Linked DNA regions of Mus musculus: region 1 is linked to region 2. A link is a contact called in public HiChIP or PLAC-seq data. All regions are on one chromosome and are shown on one strand. The core of a region is the stretch at or near the end of the contact, and the rest is flanking DNA. Distances in the headings are between cores, read along the strand shown. Region 1 has its middle 41 kb from the start of Gm33309. Region 2 overlaps Gm33162 (a long non-coding RNA gene).

What was found. HiChIP or PLAC-seq counts read pairs in DNA pulled down with a chosen protein or histone mark.
Region 1: a contact with region 2 is called in an H3K4me3 HiChIP or PLAC-seq map of stem cell-derived neural progenitor cells, with 13 read pairs. The contact joins two enhancer-like sites. A contact is called at or near these places in 2 of 484 Hi-C or Micro-C datasets (bone marrow-derived macrophages and embryonic fibroblasts), 3 of 115 datasets of contacts at active chromatin or transcription factors (bone marrow-derived dendritic cells, stem cell-derived neural progenitor cells and trophoblast stem cells) and 1 of 9 other capture datasets (embryonic stem cells).

Annotation. Positions count from the first base shown.
Region 1 is chr3:101,775,550-101,780,776 of GRCm38.p6, reverse strand. No RefSeq gene overlaps it. Among named protein-coding and RNA genes, the nearest start is that of Gm33309, 41 kb to the right of the region's middle. Within about 2 kb of position 1,261, at least 47 of the 459 cell types and tissues checked have an H3K27ac peak or open chromatin away from gene starts, as enhancers often do. A contact at or near this core is called in stem cell-derived neural progenitor cells, where this site is marked.
Region 2 is chr3:101,525,147-101,530,185 of GRCm38.p6, reverse strand. The region is part of intron 1 of Gm33162 (a long non-coding RNA gene); the gene reads left to right. Among named protein-coding and RNA genes, the nearest start is that of Gm33162, 9.2 kb to the left of the region's middle. Within about 2 kb of position 1,430, at least 61 of the 459 cell types and tissues checked have an H3K27ac peak or open chromatin away from gene starts, as enhancers often do. A contact at or near this core is called in stem cell-derived neural progenitor cells, where this site is marked.

The DNA of each region.
Region 1 (5,227 bases), core at 12-2,511, 250 kb before region 2:
GTGCACAACACCCCCCCAAGCTCCAACCCAAACTGCTCAGGGCAGAGAGACAGAAAGTACAGTATGCATTTGGCACCCACTCACTGTCTTCTATGTCCCCATTTTGTCAGCTTTCCTCTAACTCTTTTCTCTAAGAAGCACTGGGGTCCTCTCTCTGCCCCCCTCACATTCCTCATGCCTCCTCCATGAACTCAGAAGGGTCCCACAATTACTTAACCACTGGTAGTCTGAGACTCTTAGTTTTTGAACACAGCATTCTGAGTTCTCAGTTTGCCAACAATGTGGTCAATGCTATTAGAGTCTTTTTGACACACAGTTTTTGTTAACAGACACCACCCGATGATGTCTGTCCCTTGTCCTCAACAGAATCCCAGTCTCTTCAGTTACCCTTGGGGACCTCTAATGACAAGGGGAGGCACAGAGGGTGGTTAAACTGCCTGGTTGAAACAACCATGAACTCTAGAGACTTTGCAAGGGAATTGATCCAGAGATAACCACAGGATCCAAGTCTTGTTAAAGGAAGAAACCAAAAGCAGACTCTCAGAAGCGTAGGCATTTCTGTGGGAAATGGCCAGACCTGGCTAGCTTGCTTCTTGCCCTCCCCACTTTTCCTGCTATGAATATGGGCACAATAACTGGATGCCCAGTAGCCCTTTTATAACATAGAGAGAAAAGCCAACACACTATGGATGGAAAAGAAAGAGAAGGAGGTGCATCTCTGGAGGTGTGTTAGCTTCCTGCCATGTACCCCAGTATACAATGTGGAAATCTCTCTCTTTTTTAAAAGGCATTGTGATATTTCTCTTTTATACACAATCGAATGTTCTGTAACTGCTATCACTCTGTTTACTTACTGCAATTCTGACCCTTCCCGCTACTTAAGATACTCTCATTGGTGAGTATGCCTCATGCTCCTTCTTGTCCAGTCCTCCAGGGCACGCCGGCAGGATGGGAATGCTGTATTCATTTGCTGGTCTCAAAGGAGTGCTCCTGTGTGTTGGTCTACACCACTGGGAGTCTCCCTGTTACTTAGGGCTTTCTTTCCCACACAGGCCTTACTTGTATGTCAGTGGCGATATGAAACTAGCAATCAGCAAGTCCTCCTGGGAAAAAAAAAAAAAAGACACTGGACTGCCCTGCTTGAGTCAGTCAAAGATCCTCACTACACTCCCAGCCAACCCAGCCAATCCAGCGAAACTGTGAGAAGACAGACGACGGGTGGCTTCCTTTTCCTGTTCACAAGCCCCGTCATTGTCTTCCCGCACTAACTACTCAGATCCCAGGAGACCAGGGAAAAGGAAGTTGTTCTGTTAGAGCTGTCTGTATGGGATAACTTTCCGTGGTTTCCTGTAAAACACAGTGAAAGCCCTCAGGAGGCGGACTGGGCTATTGAATGACAGTCCTAGCCACGCCTCCCTCGCCATGGGAAAGTAGGATTCTTCTAGACTACCAGGGAAGGAATCCTGATAAGGTTGATAATAGCATTGCTTAAAGTGTGCTTCACTCAGGACGAATGTGAAATGAGGGGGGTTAAAATAAAATAGCCAGCTGTAGTGGTTTGAATACAAATAGGTCCCTGTAGGCTCATATGAGTATTTGAGCATTTGGTCCCCAGTTGGTGGTGCTGCTTGAGTAGCTTCGGAAGGTGTGGCCTTGCAAGAGGAAGTATGTCACTGGGGGAGGGCTTTGAGATTTTAAAGCTTTGTGCCATTCCGGGTTTGCTTTCTGTTTCCTGCTTGTGGCTCAGGATGTGAGCTGTCCCCTTCCTGCTCCGGCTGTCATGCTTGCTCGTCCCTTGCTCCCCCCCCCCCCTCCCCGGGCGGCATACTCCCTCTGTCTAGAATGCACACCTGTGTAATGTTAATCTTGATTGTCCTTTAATGGAATTTAGAATCACCATGGAAACAGACCTCTGGGCATGTCTAATGAGGAGTTTCTACATTATTTGGGGGTGGGAAGATCCACCCCAATGTGGGTGGCAGCACTCCATGGGCTGAGGTCCTGAACCAAATAAGGAGGCAGAAGTGGGTGGAGCACCAACTTTCATCTCTCTGCTTCCAGACTATTGACTCAGGGGAACCAACTGCCCAGCTTTCCTGCTACCATGGCTCCCTCTCTGTGGAGGACTCTTTCCTCAAAGTGCAAACCAAAATAAACTCTTCCTCTCTCACCTTTTGTGAGGAATTTTATTGCTACATCAGGATAAGGAACTAATACACATCTGCAATCCCAGCATCCAGGAAGCTGAGGCAGGGGGCTAATGAGTTTCAGGCTAGCCTTGGGGTACATAGTAAGACCCTATCTTCAAAAATCAAGTGCTAAGGAGGAAGTTCAGTGGTAGCGCCCTGGCTTAGCACTCATAAAGCCCTAGGTTTGAGTCCAACCATTACAAAAAGAATAAGTAAATAAAAAACCTGGCAATCCACCAATTCTATCCATGAGATCATCAAGATATTTTTTGCTTATTTAGGATAACAAAACAATGGGAGATGATTCTTGCTACCTGTGAAATTCAGTCCCATCTGATCATTTTGCTGAGGATTTTAAAATAATCGCCAGGTTTCATAGCATATGCCTTTAGTCCCAGAACTTGGGAGAGAGATCTTTGTAAATTTGAGGCCAACCTAATCTACACAGTAAGTGTCATCCATTCAGACCTACCTAGTGAGATCTTGTCCTAAAATAACAGCAACAAAACAAAACAACTCTATCAACTTCTATGATCCTCCATATGTGTATGTGTATTTATATTACATGCACATGCATTTGTTTATACATGGTTGTGGATGCGTGGGCTCCACACATTCATATGCAGAGGTCAGAGGAGGGCTTGGGTGTCCTGCTCTGTTGTGTTCTGCCTTATTCCCTTCAGACAAGCTCTCTCATTGAACTTGGAGCTCACCATATTTTGGTTAAACTGGATGGCTAATGAGCCCCAGAAATCCTGTCTCTACCCATCCTGTCCTGGGATTATGAATGTGTCAGAAAGGCTGGAGAGATGGCTAAACAGTTAAGAGCATTCATTCGTTCTTGCAGAATTGTGGTTCCCAACATCCACGTGGCTGTATGCAACCTTCTGGAACTCCAGCCAGGGGATCGAACATTCTCTTCTGACCCCTCTGGGCACCAGACACACATGGCACACATACGCATATGCAGGTAAAACATTCCTACATATAACCTAAAGAAATGTGTGAGCGGCCGTGGCTGGCTTTTTCCGTAAGTGCTGGGGATTTGATCTCAGGTCTTCGTGCTTGTGCCGCATACCCTCCAACCACTGAGCCATCTCCTTATCCCCATTCAATGCCATTTCTAATAAGTGATTTTAGTAATCTAGGGATCAAAACACATCCCATTAGTTATGAAGGGCATGTGGGCCACACATGAACACAGGCCTATGAGAAATTGTCTAGTGGAAAAGAAATAGAAGAAGCCTGCCTGTCAGAGAGTGAGGGAACGCCCTACATATTCTCAGAGCTGGTGGGACCATAGGGATGAAAGAGAAGATTTACTGGCCCAGAATAGAGAAGCTGAGAACAGCTGACAACCTCAAGAACTACCATAGGCACAAACATATTCATGCCAGCTCAAAACACACATGCCAGCTAAAAATACACATGCCAAAAAGACCCTTTAAGTCATCTGTAAAACAAAATATTTTAAAATAAAAGTTAACATTAAAAAGTCCTTAAAGGACAAAATATGCAAATTTCAACTAATATCAGTGATTTGCCCTTGATTCCAATCTGAAACATTGGGAAGTCTATTAAAATGCTTCTGTTCTGAGTATAGAACTTTCAGAAGCCTCATAAAATTCTGCACCTAAATGCCTTGTTTGCCTAGTCATAGGACCAGATGTTGCTCTTGTCAATAAAATTCTTAGGGTTTTTGCCAATATGACACCAAGAAAGAGTAACAATGAGACAAAGCCCTTGCAGAATTAGATGTAAATTTGTAAGTAATGTCATAGAGAGGGAATACCGAGGCAAGCCTTTACAGCATGGTGTTTAGTGAGTCAGTTGATCTCTACCTCAAAAAAGTAGGGGCAATGGAAGTGAGTCCTGCAAAGGGTGGTTTGATAGCGGCACTAACATGTGTAAAGTGCTTAGATGCAAATCAAAGAGTCGGCACAATGAAGAGCTGTCCCTTACAGCCATCTACCTGGACACACCAAGAGAAGCTACTGAAATAGAACCAGCTGGTCTTTGTGGCTCATCTCAGGGGTCTGAGGCAGGAGAGTTGCCACAAGTTCCAGGTCAGCTTAAGTAATTAAGACCCGCTTCCAAAAAGAATAACTATTTAATTAAATTCTAGCACTCGGGAGGCAGAGTCAGGCTGATTTCTATGAATTCAAGACCAATCTGGTCTACATACCAGGCCAGCCAAAGCTACACAATGAGATCCTGTCTCAAAATAGACACACACACACACACACACACACACACACACACACACACACGAGAGAGAGAGAGAGAGAGAGAGAGAGAGAGAGAGAGAGAGAGAGAGAGAGAGAGAATATTAAAAATGGTTTGGGGATGTACTCAGTCATAGCATTCATAGGCCTTGGATTTAATACCAAGCACAAAATAAAATACAGAAAAAAAGACAATTTCCAAAAAAATGTAATAGCTTTCTGGCATACCAGCAATGTTCAGTTAGTAACTATGATGTAACACAAGCAGCTTTATAGAATGTCCTTACTTGATTCTGTTGCTGTGATAAATGCCATGACCAAAAGCAACTTGGAGAGGAAACACTTTATTTCACGTTATATCTTACAGCTTATGGTCCATCACAAAGGGAAGTCAGGGCAGGAACTGAAACAGGGACTATGGGGAACGCTGCCTATTGGCTCGCTCATGGGTTGCTCAACCTACATCGTTGCCGCAGACCTTTTGGTAGCACATCGTTATACAACTCAAGACCACCTGTGCAGGAATGGCAGCACTCACAATGCGCTGGGCCCTCTCTCGTCAGTCATTAATCAAGAAAATGCCTCATTTGCTTACAGGCCAATCTGATGGAGTCATTCTCTCAATTGAGGTTTCTTCTTCCCAGAGATGACCCTCGCTTGTGTCAAGTTGATAAAGAATGAACCAGCACACCTATCAATCAATATTGCTAGGAGCCCAGAACACTTATTGGAGGATCAAGCCAGGGGTTTGAACATCCTAGGCAGGGACTCTATCATGACACCACCCTCAAATTAGAATACATTTAGCAAGAG
Region 2 (5,039 bases), core at 181-2,680:
GAAGGACCTACTATGCGCCAAACACTTTACAACAAAGTCACACAGAAGCCTCAACAGTATCCCTTCCAAACAGGCATGATTAGTATCTCCTTGTGGGCAGGGAAACTAAAGGTCAGAGGTCAACTAGTTTACCCAGCATTATACTAAGGCTTGCATGCCACAGAGCTGGGTCCTAACCCTGTGCCCTTTGCAATTTTTTGCTCTCTCCCTGCCTGTCATTTGATTCTAGGCAGGTAGAATCTTGCCAGAACTGCAGGTGATCCCATTTGCCTCTGCTTAGCCTCCTCTTGTGGTACAGAGCCTCATCTGTGATTACTGGAGATTTTTCTTTTCTTGCAGGAACATAGCTGCGGTCATGATGAAGTCAGTAGAAAATGGGTTTTGTAGTTTAGAAACTCCCTTTATGGTCAACCCCAGGATATCCAGTTTTGCATAAAACAACAGATCACTGGAAAAAAAATTTTTAAAGAAAACTAATAAATACTCCCTTTAGAAAACAAGACAAGGAGGTGGGTGGAACCCGTGGACTCTTTAGACGGGTCTCATCGTCCCAGTCATGGCAGCATTGACAGCGGGTTTTCTCAGCTGACCCAGGAGAGCCCTGTTGGTTGTTGTTTCCCCATAAGGGCATAAACTGTGAGGACAGAAGATAAAAGTGAGCCATGAGGGCTGCCAAGCCCATGCAAGAAGCAAGGAGGCTGCACTTAGAAAGTGCTCCGGGCTGGCTATGTGCCCCCAAAGCCCATGTGTTAAAAACCTAATCCTGAAATTCCGGGTTTGGGCAGCAGCTCAGCGGTGGAGTGCCTGCCTCTGCAGCACAATTCCCTGGAGTCAATCCCCAGCGCTGCCAAGGAAACAAAGGGCAAACAGCAAACAATCCCGAATCAAAAACAACCAAAGCACCTCATTCATCCTCAAATTCATGGGCTAGGGAGACTTCTAGTAAGACTTTACTTTCAATTTGTTTTTATTTTATTTTATTTTTTTTAATGGATTAAAAAAATACTCTAGAGGCTAGAGAGATGGTTTAGTAGTTTAGAGCACTGCCTGCTCTTGCAGAGGACCCAGATTCAATTTGCAGTACCCACATGGTGGCTTATATCTAACTGTCTATAACTCCAGTTCCGGGGGATCCAACCTGTCTTCTGACCTCCACGGGAACCAAGCATGAATGCAGTGCACATACATGTTGTGTACAGGCAGGAACTGGCACACAGACATATTTCTAAACAAAAATAAATCAATCCTTTAAACGGATACCCTATTATTGGGGCAATCTGACCTAGACCTTTTAACCACTCCCATGGTTTGTTTGTGGTAAAAATACATAGAACATAACATTTGCCACTTAGCCATTTTTATGGTACGGGGCAAAGGTCTTAAATCACGGATACTCAGTGATCCTCGCCAGCCTCAGCCAGCTGTAATTGTAGAGGAGCACAAAGGGGCATGCGTGTGTTCATCCCCTGCCTCTTACAATGCCCAATGCCCTCTCCTTAGGGAGACTGAGCTGCTGCCTTGGCTCCCCCTACCCCCCCACCCCCCCTCCCCGAGCACACTGCACGGGGGGGGGGGGGGGTGTCTGCCTCTTTATTCTTCCATTTCACTCTCTGCTCTGTAAGCAACACTCTTCTTCAGGGAGGCCATCCCAGCCCTTACCCCAGGAAGTCCCCACTGGCTGCTCCCACACCCATTCTCCCCACTGGCCTCTCTCCTTTCTCGAGGTTTGTTCCCCTGTGAATCAGCAAACTTCCTGGGATCCCTTCCCCTGGCACAAGGCCGGGCTGGCTTCTGACTCTGGGATCTGCAGGCACTTGTTTTATTCCCTAGCTTGGGTCTGAGTGTCAGCTGGAGAGCTGTTTACATGTCTGTGGCCCCTAGAGACTTGTTTGCACAGGGCACTTACCTAAGTGGAGCTGGTTCCAAGCCCAGAGGCCCCTAGAGCCCTTCCAGACCTCCTCAGCAAGGGTGTAATTAGGGACTGAGGACAGTTGTTGCTTAAGTAGTTTTATACTTTCCAAAAACAGTTCTTCCGGCTTACTACCAAGCTTCAGGGCCCTTGTCTATCATTGGAGTCTCAAGCCTGAGGTCTCCAGTAATGTGACTTGCTCCAGTTTTAGAGTAAATGGCACAGTCTAGAGTGGTCCCATTATTCATGGTCTCAGGCCAAACCCAGTGACATGCATGCCCTAATCACAAAGCCTGCATCTCTACCAGGCCCTTCTTTTTCTTATCATGGTGTGGGAATAAAGTTGAGCTTCCTTCATATCTGCATTTGTTTTGGTTTTTTTTTTTTTTCAGGGACCCTTAATTGTGTGACACAAGGCTGTTCATTTTCAAAGGCTGAACAGAATTATAGTTCTGCTTCTTGCTTCCCTTCCCTCCCCTCCCCTTCCCTCCCCTCCCCTCCCCCTTCCTTCCTTCCTTCCTTCCTTTCTTTCTTTCTTTCTTTCTTTCTTTCTTTCTCTCTCTCTCTCTCTCTCTCTCTCTCTCTCTCTCTCTCTTTCTTTTGACAGGGTCTTATTATACATCTCAGCTTGCCCTAGAATTCGAAATCTTCCTGTCTCAGCCTTCCAAGTACTGGGATACTAGGTGTGTACCACCGTGCTAAGCTATTTCTGAATTATATTGCATGATCTAGTACCTTCTTCACGTTAAGGGAAAGCAGTCTAGCACAGAGCATTCTTTGGGGTAAAGTCGGGTGTGTACAATGCTCATAACACTTATCACATAACATTAAGAGATTCTCTCTACACGTGATGGTGACGGTGGTGGTAGGGATGAAGACGTCGATGGTGACAGTAATGAGGGGGTGTTTGTAGTGCCTGTGACAATGTTGAGGTGGTGGGGTGCAATGGTAGGGAGGAACCTGCCGAAGATGAGGAGGAGGGAGGAAGGGGGGTTGTAAGGGGAGGCACATTCGACCATTATAAGTGCTCTTGATCAGTAGCCCTTATCAGCTTGAAAGATCCACCATATAACCCCTCCTTTCACTGACTGTCCCATGAGCATACTTTAGAAGCATTGGAAACCCCGTGGGTTTTGTAGATAATGGTGGGGGTCTGAATTGAGAAAATGCAGAGCTTTCTCACAGAGCTTTGGGGTAAGATACCTGTAGAGGTTTTTACCTACCTGGTGTTTTTAGCTCACCTTGGAACTCTTTATATGGGGACGGAAGTGGGGGTGGGGATACAAAACAAAACAAAACAACACGATGAGAATTACAGGTTGCACCCAGAAGCTGCGTGAGGAGAAAAATCACGTGGACGGCAGATCAAACTTCAGGCTTCTGTTTCCTGGTAACCTGGACTCCTGGAGTCCGCTTTCCTCCTCTTCCACAGGAGAATATTACCTTGACTTGAGCAGCTGGGGCAGGTCAGAGAGCCTGGCACAAGGGTCATTTTGAAGGAACGCCAGCTTCTTTGGAACTCGTACCACTCCCAGCACAAAGTCCAGTGAGACTATGCTGCCTGGGGCAGTTTCAAATACTCATGTCTCCAGTGGTCACGTCCTGCCCTGACTGCTTTTCATGAGCCCCGGGATTGCTTATAAGAACGCGTTTTGCAGGCTGGAGAGATGGCTCAGTGGTTAGGAGAGCATATTGGCATATTGTTATTGCAAAGGAACAGAGTTTGATTCCCAGCTTCTACAAAAGTGAGCTCACAACTGCCTGGAACTCCAGCTCCAGGGGAGCTGACTCCCCTTTCACCTCTCACACATATACACACTCACACACATACACACAAACACAGAAAAAAAAAACTTAAAGAATCTCATGGGGAAGTAGACAGATAGCTCAGTGGTGATGAGCACTTGAGTTTGGCTCCCAGCACCCAGGTCAGGAAGCTAACAGCCACCTGTAATTCTAGCTCCATGAGATCCAGCCCCCTCTGCTGGTCTCCAGAGGTGTCCCCCCACCCCACCCCCCATCAGTCAATAGTAAAAGTGTATATATATATTTTTTGTTGTTGTTGTTGTTTTTTTGTTTGTTTGTTTTTGAGACAGGGTTTCTCTATAAAGCCCTGGCTGTCCTGGAACTCACTCTGTAGACCAGGCTGGCCTCAAACTCAGAAATCCGCCTGCCTCTGCCTCCCAAGTGCTGGGATTAAAGGCGTGCGCCACCACGCCCGGCTAAGTATATCTTTTTTTAAAAGAAGCTTTATGATTCTTAGCACTTAAGATATCAAAGCTTTAGGCATGTGAGGAACTGAGAGGAAGGGAGGGAGGGAGAGAGAGAGAGAGAGAGAGAGAGAGAGAAGAACTCAATTGGTTGAATTCCCATGGAGTGGATGGACATTCTGGTGGACTTCATCATGCAAAATGATTCTATAACTTTTTTAGACTGTCAGAATTGTTTTTTGTGGTGGTGGTTGTTGTTTTGCTTGCTTGCTTGTTTGTTTGTTTGTTTGTTTAATCTGGCCCCAGTTCTTTCTTATACCAATCCGTAATCCCCATGTATGCCCTCTGGTACCTGAATAAAACATTGAGATTCCGCTACTTGGATTTGGCCTGCTGCAATATTTATAGACCATAGTCACGCCTTCACATAGTCATTCATATGCATAGCACATTTTCTTTATATATGGGTCCTATTCATTTTTAGTAATTATTTGGGAATTCTGTACAATGTACCTAGATCACACTCACTTCCTATTCCTCCCCGGTCCACCATCCCATCCTCACACACCCTCCCCGCCCCACAACAAAAAAAGAAAACAAAAAACTCCACCAAGTCTAATTTATATTGCCCATATACTCACTGGAGCATGGTCAAACGCCCAGTAGGTCAACCCCTTAAAGAAAACCGTCCTTCCCACCCCCACCGGAAGCCATCAACTGAAGAGCTACGCATCAGCATCCTTAACACAATTTTTAAGAATACTGCTCAATAGCTTCCAGTGTGGACCATTTCTTTTGGGGAGGGTGGGGTGTGTCACAGGAGCCTTCAATGTCCCTCATTCTCCTTTATGAGTCTGCAGTCATCGATGCCACTTCAAAAGAAGCTCCCTTGCCCATAGCAGCTGGTGGAAGCACGGACC